Regions from separate parts of the Sus scrofa genome. Here region 1 is linked to region 2. A link is a contact called in public promoter capture Hi-C data. All regions are on one chromosome and are shown on one strand. Each heading gives the region's core, a stretch centred on a gene start, on an enhancer-like site or on the middle of the called end of the contact. The rest is flanking DNA. Distances are from core to core; before and after follow the strand shown.

Region 1 (3,858 bases), core at 1,110-3,609, 42 kb before region 2:
ACAGTTGTGCCACAGCTGCAGCAACACCAGATCCTTAACCCACTGTGCCATGGCAGGAACTCCAACAATGACATTTTAAAACAATTTTCTCTTTGCTCCTTTGTTTTGAAGCAATAAAAACTTACCAAGTTCAACAGACAGTAAAATAAAACACTTTTATTCTGAACCACTTGAGAATAAGTTCATGACTTATGCCCTGTCACCCCAAGTACTTGTGTAAAAGGAAAGAACCAATCTGACTCCACATTGGATTTTTTTTTTTTTTTACTTTAACCTTTGTACTCTATTGAGTTTACTGTACGTTAATCACTAAAAGAATGTTGCCTATAACTTGAAATATGCAGGACAGCCCATTCTCAAGGATCTGATCTTTAAAGGTCTAACACTTCTCCATCCATGTAGCAGAAAAAAAAGCTGCAGAATAGAGAGTAGCGTTTGTCTTGGTGGAGATTTATAGGAAGACTGTGACCAGACCCAGGGGACAGCTTCAAGAACAAAGGATTCTGGTACCAAGAAGTTTGCAACAAGCAACCACAACCGTTCCTCTTTTAGTATAAAAGAAGGCGGTTCTTTGTGACGTGATCTTCTTGGTCTGCTGGCTTGGTGAATACAACGACTTGTCTCTCCGTTTATTGGCCTGGCATGGGAAAGTGGTATGAGAGTGGTAACAGTTTAGTCTGCACTCTCTACAAAGACATACCACTTACAATCATCAAAATAAGGAAGTTAATTTTGCTGTATTACTCCCATCTTATCTTCAGACTCTGGATTTTTGCAAGTTGTTTCAATAACATTCATTACAGTGAAAGGATCCAGTTCAGAATCATGTATTGGATTCAGTGGTCATGTCTTTTTTTTTTTTTTTTTTGTCTTTTTAGGGCTGCACCCACAGCATAGGGAGGTTCCCAGGCTAGGGGTCTAATTGGAGCTGTAGCTGCTAGCCTACGCCAGAGCCACAGCAACGCCAGATCCGAGCTGCATCTGCGACCTACACCACAGCTCATGGCAACACCAGATCCTTAATCCGGCCAGGGATCGAACCCAAAACCTCATGGTTCCTAGTCAGTTTCCTTTTCGATGTCCCACGACAGGAACTCCGGTCATGCCTTTTCTTCTTCAGTCTGAAACACGTCCTCTGGTTTGGCTTTCATAATTTTGACACTCGAAGATTAAAGGCCAACTGTTTTGTGGTATGTCCCCCATTTTTTTGGTCCTTACTTTTTCGAGATTAGACTCAGTGAGGTATCTGTGACAGGATTTTATCACAGAAGCGATGCTGTTTCTTCTTACTGCATCCTTTCCGGTGGCACACAATTCAGATTTACCCCATTCCTGAAAATTTTTACTTCCTTCAGTTAAGGTGTTTCAGAGGCTTTTCCACCTGAAATTATTCTTTTCCACTAACAGTGCAGCGCTCCCCTGTGCCACTTGCAATTCTGGAATCCTAAGAAGTCCTTTGACACCTCCGAGCCAAGGTCTTTGCTCAGCCTTCTCTTTCCACCCTTTCCTTTCCCCATAAGCCCTACATTCATTGTTACTGAAGCAACCTTTGCAGCTTGCGTGTTCTTAAAGGCCTCATTACATCCGCACCGGTCTTCCCCGTCCCCAACTGCCAACAAGTCAGAAGTCGCCTTCGGATGCCTGATCCCAAGCATCCCTCAGCCTTCTACAACTCTTATCTCCCAGGACCCTTCCCTTAAGGTCACTTGTTAGCATCCCGCTGTGGACAAGTCTTGCGGCTCAAACGCTACCTCTCGCGCACATGTCGCTACGGCGGCCGTTCCGGCCGCACCCGCTCAGCGCACCTGCCTCCGCCGCAGACCCCCCAGTGCGCATGCCCGGCACCACCCCCACGGCGTGCTCGTCCCCGCTGTCAGCCCGCAGCGCAGTTTACTCCGCCCCCCGCCGCGCGCCGCACAGTCCAGACACAGAAAGCAAGCTCCGGCCCCATTACCGGGCGCGGGATCTCCTCCCTCACTCTTCCAACGGGACCTCCGCCGGCCGTAAAGCTCGGCGCCAACTGCTGCAAAGCGACTCACGACAGAGCCCGGGGCCGAACTACGGCGGGCCGCCGCCCCCGCCCCCTTCAAACATTGGGGTTTCTGGAGCGGAACGAGGCGGCCGCTGGTGTGTTTGCCTTCCGCCCTCGGCCTGCGTCCCTCGGAGGCGGCTCGGAGCCGCCGCGGCCTGCAGGGGAGGCCCCGCGCCGGTGCCTCCCGGCCGCCATCATCCCGGCGTGCACCTCGGCGGCGGGCCGAGCCGGCGGCCATGTTGCGATAGTTTGTTGTTTTCTTCCTGCGGAGGAGCAGGCCGGAGGGGCCCGCGACCCGCCGGCCGCGCCGCCCCCCGCGCCCCCGGCCCGGCCCGCCGCCCCGGCCCGCCGCCCCCCGTCCTCCCTGCGCGTCCCCGGGCCCCGGCTGGCTTGGTGGGGCGAGGCTGAAGGCCGGGCCCAGTGCACACCATGGCGACCGCCCTGGGAGCGGGCGGAGGAGCCGGCGCCGGAGGTAAGGGAGGCGGCGCCGCGCGGGAGGCGGCTGTGGCGGTGGGGGTTCCGGGGGCCGCTCCTGGCCGTCGGGGGTCTGGTCCCCTGAGAGGCGGGCGGGGGTCGGGCCTCGGCGTGCCCGCCGCCCTGGCGTCGCCAAGCGCCAGGCCCACCGGAGGCGGGGCGCCGGCCTGGGTGGGGGGCAGCTGTGGCCCCGGGAGGGTGGTCCCGACGGTTCCGGGAGGTTTCCAGGCCGGTGCCGCAACCGGGCCAGACCGAGGACGGGTTCTGAGAGAGCGGTCTCCGCGAGCTGCTCTCGTGCTCTGGGAGCTCCTCAGTCGTGGGGTACGAGCCCACTAGTGCTGGGTTATCAGCACCTTGCAGACGTGGGAACCGGACCGAAGAGGTTTAGATACCGGTGCAGTGCCTTTGGGTGTTTCCTTCGTTGTCCAAGCGTAGATGAGTTCGAGAGGGTACTTAGTGAAAACACATTTCAGGTAAAATCACTTTTTGGTTGGAACCCCATTTTGTGGATGGAGGGCTTTTTTTTTTTTTTTTTTTTTTAATAATGGGAAAAAAAACCCACTTGAAAGTGACTTGTATGACTGTTCGAAAACTTTGATGAAGGAGCCCCTTAGATGATGAAAGTATGAACCGCGACAGCATTTGAGGTTGTTTTCGTTATTGAGACGTGTAACCATCCTTTTGTGTATTTTTTTTTTTTTTTTAGTGATGCTTGCTTATGAGCACGTTGCCATAGTCCTGCCTAGGACTTTGAGACGCTGCTTTGGCAAAATGAGACCAAACGCAGCAATGTCGCTCCTGGCAGTACGATTTGGTGTAGACTTTTTATTTATTTATTTATTTTTTGGTCAGATGACTTTTGCGTGTTAGAGCTGAAGCTTTCCAGTTAAAGTTTGAAAAGATGTGTTCTTTTCTTAGTTGGTTGCTTTCTGGCGGTCAAAGTCGTGGTTTTGTATCCTTGTCACAGTATAGTCTGGAAACTCCTGGGTCAGGACTGGTTTCATTAATGCTAAGGTTATTTGCATGTTTCACCCCTCTGAGCATCGAGGAGTTTTCCCGAGGCTGTGTGACACGTGAACGCTTTGTCGTGTAGACGGGTGAGGGAATGTGTTCTTATGTTTTCATGTTTCTCATTTTTACTTTCGAAGGAAGCAAATGTCAGTGAATGCAGTCCACAGAAACAGAAGCTTTTTGGCGGCCTCAGTAAATCTGAGTCCAGAAAGTTTGGGAATTGCTATTTTAGGGGGTTAGGTAGGCTTGATCCTTTGTGATTTTTCCCTAGTGCCTGGTTTCCCATCGCTCTTAGTCTAAAGGCAGACTCGAGGCACCGAGGCGCGTGAGTTCTGCAGGCT
Region 2 (3,962 bases), core at 794-3,293:
ATTTCAGTACTGTCATGTTTTACGTTAAGCTTGGCTTGGAAAGTGTTGGAACTATAATTAGTATGAATGGTTGAATTGGAAATGACTATTGTAATAGAATCTTTGCTTTATTGGCTGTCATTTCTTTTCCTTCTCTGTGGCCTTGCTGCTTAAAGTGTCTGTGGACCTGCCTGTTGGCTTAACCTGGAGCTTATTAGAACTGCAGAAGGTCAGGCCCCACCCTGACCTGCGGAATCAGAATCCGCATCTCAGCAGGATTCTTAGTGATTGGCCCCACCTTGAATTTGAGAAGCACTGCTCTGGAGCCTTAATGGAAGTGGAGAAGGATATTTTCTAAATGAATATGATATTTTCATATTCAGTATGACTGAAATAACGGTATTGAACCAACAAAATGCCATTACACCACAGCTCACGGCAGGGTTGGATCCTTAACCCACTGAGTGAGGCCAGGATCGAACCCGCATCCTCATGGATGCTAGTCGGATTTTTTTCTGCTGTGCCACAATGGAAACTCCCATTTTTTTTTTTTTTTAAAGTTTACAAAAAGTAAACTTTACTTTTGCTCAGTTGGAGTGGAGTGCAGTAGAAACAAGCTGAGTCTGTCTCACATGTCACTTGTTCTTGGTTTCAGATATTCAGTATGACTGAAATAACGGTATCGAACCAACAAAATGCCAGTGTTTTGGCATTTTAAAATTCTTAAGTATGCTGCATGTCAGAATGCTGAAGGGTGTTTTTGCAGTCATTGGCTAAAAGTTGCAGTTTACATTTATCATTTGATTTTCAGGCATTCGACCTCCTGAAGATATGTCTCTGCTTTAGGATTTCTAGCAATGCGTGTGTGCATTTTTTACACAGAAAATGGTGAAGAATACAAAATGATTGTATCAGCTTATTTTAATTTTTCTCTTGCACATTTTCTAATGAAGTTAGAAACTCATGTTTCTCTTAAGAATAAAGGATATTGGAGTTCCCGTCGTGGCGCAGTGGTTAACGAATCTGACTAGGAACCATGAGGTGGCGGGTTCAGTCCCTGCCCTTGCTCAGTGGGTTAACGATCCAGCGTTGCCGTGAGCTGTGGTGTAGGTTGCAGACGCGGCTCGGATCCCACGTTGCTGTGGCTCTGGTGTAGGCCGGTGGCTACAGCTCCGATTTGATCCCTAGCCTGGAAACCTCCATATGCCGCGGGAGCAGCCCAAGAAATAGCAAAAAGACCAAAAAAAAAAAAAAAAGAGTAAAGGATATTTAAAAATTATGAATGAAGAGAATAAAGGAGCCATTTCTGTTTTTTGGGGGGGCTGCAGCTGAGGCATATGGAGGTTCCCAGGCTAGGGGTGGAATCGGAGCTACAGCTGCCGGCCCACGTCACAGCAATGCCAGATCCAAGCTGCATCTGTGACCTTCACCACAGCTCATGGCAGGGTTAGATCCTTAACCCACTGAGTGAGGCCAAGGATCGAACCTGCATCCTCATGGATGCTAGTCGGTTTTTTGCTGCGCCACAATGGGAAACTCCCATTTTTTTTTTTTTTAAGTTTACAAAAAGTATTTAATGAACCTAGTAGTCAGTAGGTACCTATTTATTACCTAACAGCTCACCAAAACCTTCTGTGAGGTGGAAGTTAGTGTTAAAAGGAACATGAGTGAAAGTAATACAACATCGTAAGTCGTCTGTACTCCAATAAAATTTTTTTAAAAAAGAAACATGCAATTGTTGAAAAAATTACTTTTGGTTTGGGTCTAGATTAGGCAAAATTCTTATAGGAATCCTGCTACAATGAAATAGAAAATAAATCTGGTTTAGTGTGAGGTGAACGGAGAAAAAACATAGTTTTGCAGTCGTAATAGTCTGAGCTCGAGGTGGTAGTGAGTGAACACTAGTCAGTGGGATGAAGTAGAAAGGGATGAGGTCTGATACAGGGAAGATTTTGGAGGCCGAAAAGAAACTCCGTCAACCCAACAGCAGATGAGTGCTTGCCTGGCACTGGAATCCACGTAGGCGGGGTCAGGAAGTAGAGGAAATGCAGCGCCTCTGAAACGGGAGGAGGGTTGTCATCTGGTGTTAGTTTCAAGGCAGGTTATGTGCTACTAAGCTCGTGCAACTCTAGTGTTAGTTCAGTTAATACATTGAACTTTGCTAGATCTGGGGTAGATTTGAGGCCAGCAGGGATTTTTGGAACTCACGTTTGTTCTCTTAGAAGTGTAAGTAGCAACAAGGTATAAGACTTGGTCAAACTAGGAGTAGGACTTTGAATTTTTTCTAACATTTCCTTTTTCTTTTCTTTTCTTTTTTTTTTTTTTTTTTTAAAAAACTTTTATTTATTTGTTTATTCTGACTGTGGAGTGGAGCGGCTTAATGTGGGATCCCAGTTCCCAGACCAGGGCTTGACCCTGGGTCACCATGTGGAAGCGTCCCCCTGGAACACCAGGGAACTCCTGGAACAGTGTTAATTGTTAATGTTTGATTTTCTCCTGGAATCAGTGTACTGTTTCACACGGCTTTATAAAGAGGACATTTTGCAGCACTTTTACATTTTAAATAGAAAGAGTTTTTATGTCTGTATATGCAACCATTCTTCAGTATTGAAGTGAACTCACTTTCCCTTTGTTTTTTGTGTGTCTGCAATTTAGGGAAGCATGGAAACTTTGGAGCTGCAGAAGGACGTAAAAGAAGAGTCCGATGAAGAAGACGAGGATGATGAAGAATCGGGACGATTACGTTTCAAAACTGAAAGGAAAGAAGGAACAATTATTAGGCTCTCAGATGTAACTAGAGAGAGAAGGAACATTCCAGAAACTTTGGGTAACTTCTTTTGCCTGTCTCCCATCCCATTTCAGCTTCCTCCCATTCAAGTTCATTCGCATTTCACCTTCCTCCATAGTACTGTTACAGTTAATCAAATACTTAAAAAAAAAGCTGACTTACGGAGTATTGTTTGTGGCGTCCAGAGAGTGGATGGTCCTGTGAGGTTGGAGCTGTGTTGTGGTGCTGTAAAAACCATTCTATAAAAATGGCTTCCTTCTGGATTAAAAGATGTTTGAATAAAATATTTGATTTTTTTAAAAATAGTTTTTCCATTGGAGCCTGTGGCCTAGACCTGCTATCATGCGTACCCAGTGGTTCCTGCTGGCTCTGGAAGGGGGTGTGGGGTAGGGCAGGGCCATTTTACCCTTCCCAAGACTCTCCAGGTTGCCTGGGCCTATTTTGGACCTCTTAGGGTCATTATAACCTTCTCTTCTGTGTATTCTTTTTCCATGTGCCATTCTCCTCAGTGTTTACTGAGACAAGGTGACTTGTTTGTAGACATGATCAGCGGCACATCATTCCTTTTAAAGACGGACAGCAGGCTGTTGCTAGTCAGTGAGCCTCTTGCAGTATTGACCCTACTTCCCGCTCTTCTACGGGTCTCTCTGGTGCCCGTTGCAGAGAAGGAAGCGGTGGCTCTCAAATTTGAGCAGCAGAATCACCCAGAAGGCTTGTTAAAACGTATTTCGGGACCCACCCTCGGCTCCTCTGATGGAGTGGGTTTAGGGTGGGGCTCAGGAAAGTTGCGTGTCTGATGAGTTCCCAGGTGACGCTGTTCCTGCTCCTGTGGAACCCATACTCGGAGGACCACTAGGATGTTCCATATTCCGGGGGGGAGGGTGGAAGGTACAAGGACGGAGGGTTGTACCTGTTCTCTGGTCTTGGTCTAAATAAAAAAATCAAGAAAACATTTCTTTTTTTAAAGATTCTTTTCTTCATTAGTTACTACCTTTATGAAAACCGTTATTTGTGGCTGTTTTCAGTTGAAAACATGAACCTGCGTATTTAGGCGGCAGATTACGAAATCTCTGTGAGGGCACTAAGCTGCCAAGATGCCCAGGTTAACAGCAGTGGGCCGGTCTTAGCGTCTGCTTTGCTAACTGAGGTTATGGAGCGATGGATCTGGAGTCTCCATCTCCTCCCCTCCCCTTTC

The links. Promoter capture Hi-C pulls out the DNA fragments that hold promoters and counts their contacts.
Region 1: a contact with region 2 is called in a promoter capture Hi-C map of liver, with 2.5 times the contacts expected there. The contact joins the promoter of RBM33 here to the enhancer-like site in region 2. A contact is called at or near these places in 2 of 5 promoter capture datasets (fetal liver and liver), 8 of 47 Hi-C or Micro-C datasets (blood, embryonic fibroblasts, liver and 2 more) and 2 of 2 datasets of contacts at active chromatin or transcription factors (alveolar macrophages and skeletal muscle).

The regions. Positions count from the first base shown.
Region 1 is chr18:2,674,705-2,678,562 of Sscrofa11.1, reverse strand. RBM33 (RNA-binding protein 33) reads left to right here and starts at 2,359. Exons shown (of 20, transcript XM_021079037.1): 1 at 2,359-2,504. The coding sequence starts at 2,462.
Region 2 is chr18:2,631,937-2,635,898 of Sscrofa11.1, reverse strand. It overlaps RBM33 (RNA-binding protein 33), which reads left to right. Exons shown (of 20, transcript XM_021079037.1): 6 at 2,635-2,806. Among named protein-coding and RNA genes, the nearest start is that of RBM33, 42 kb to the left of the region's middle. Within about 2 kb of position 2,043, at least 2 of the 83 cell types and tissues checked have an H3K27ac peak or open chromatin away from gene starts, as enhancers often do. A contact at or near this core is called in liver, where this site is marked.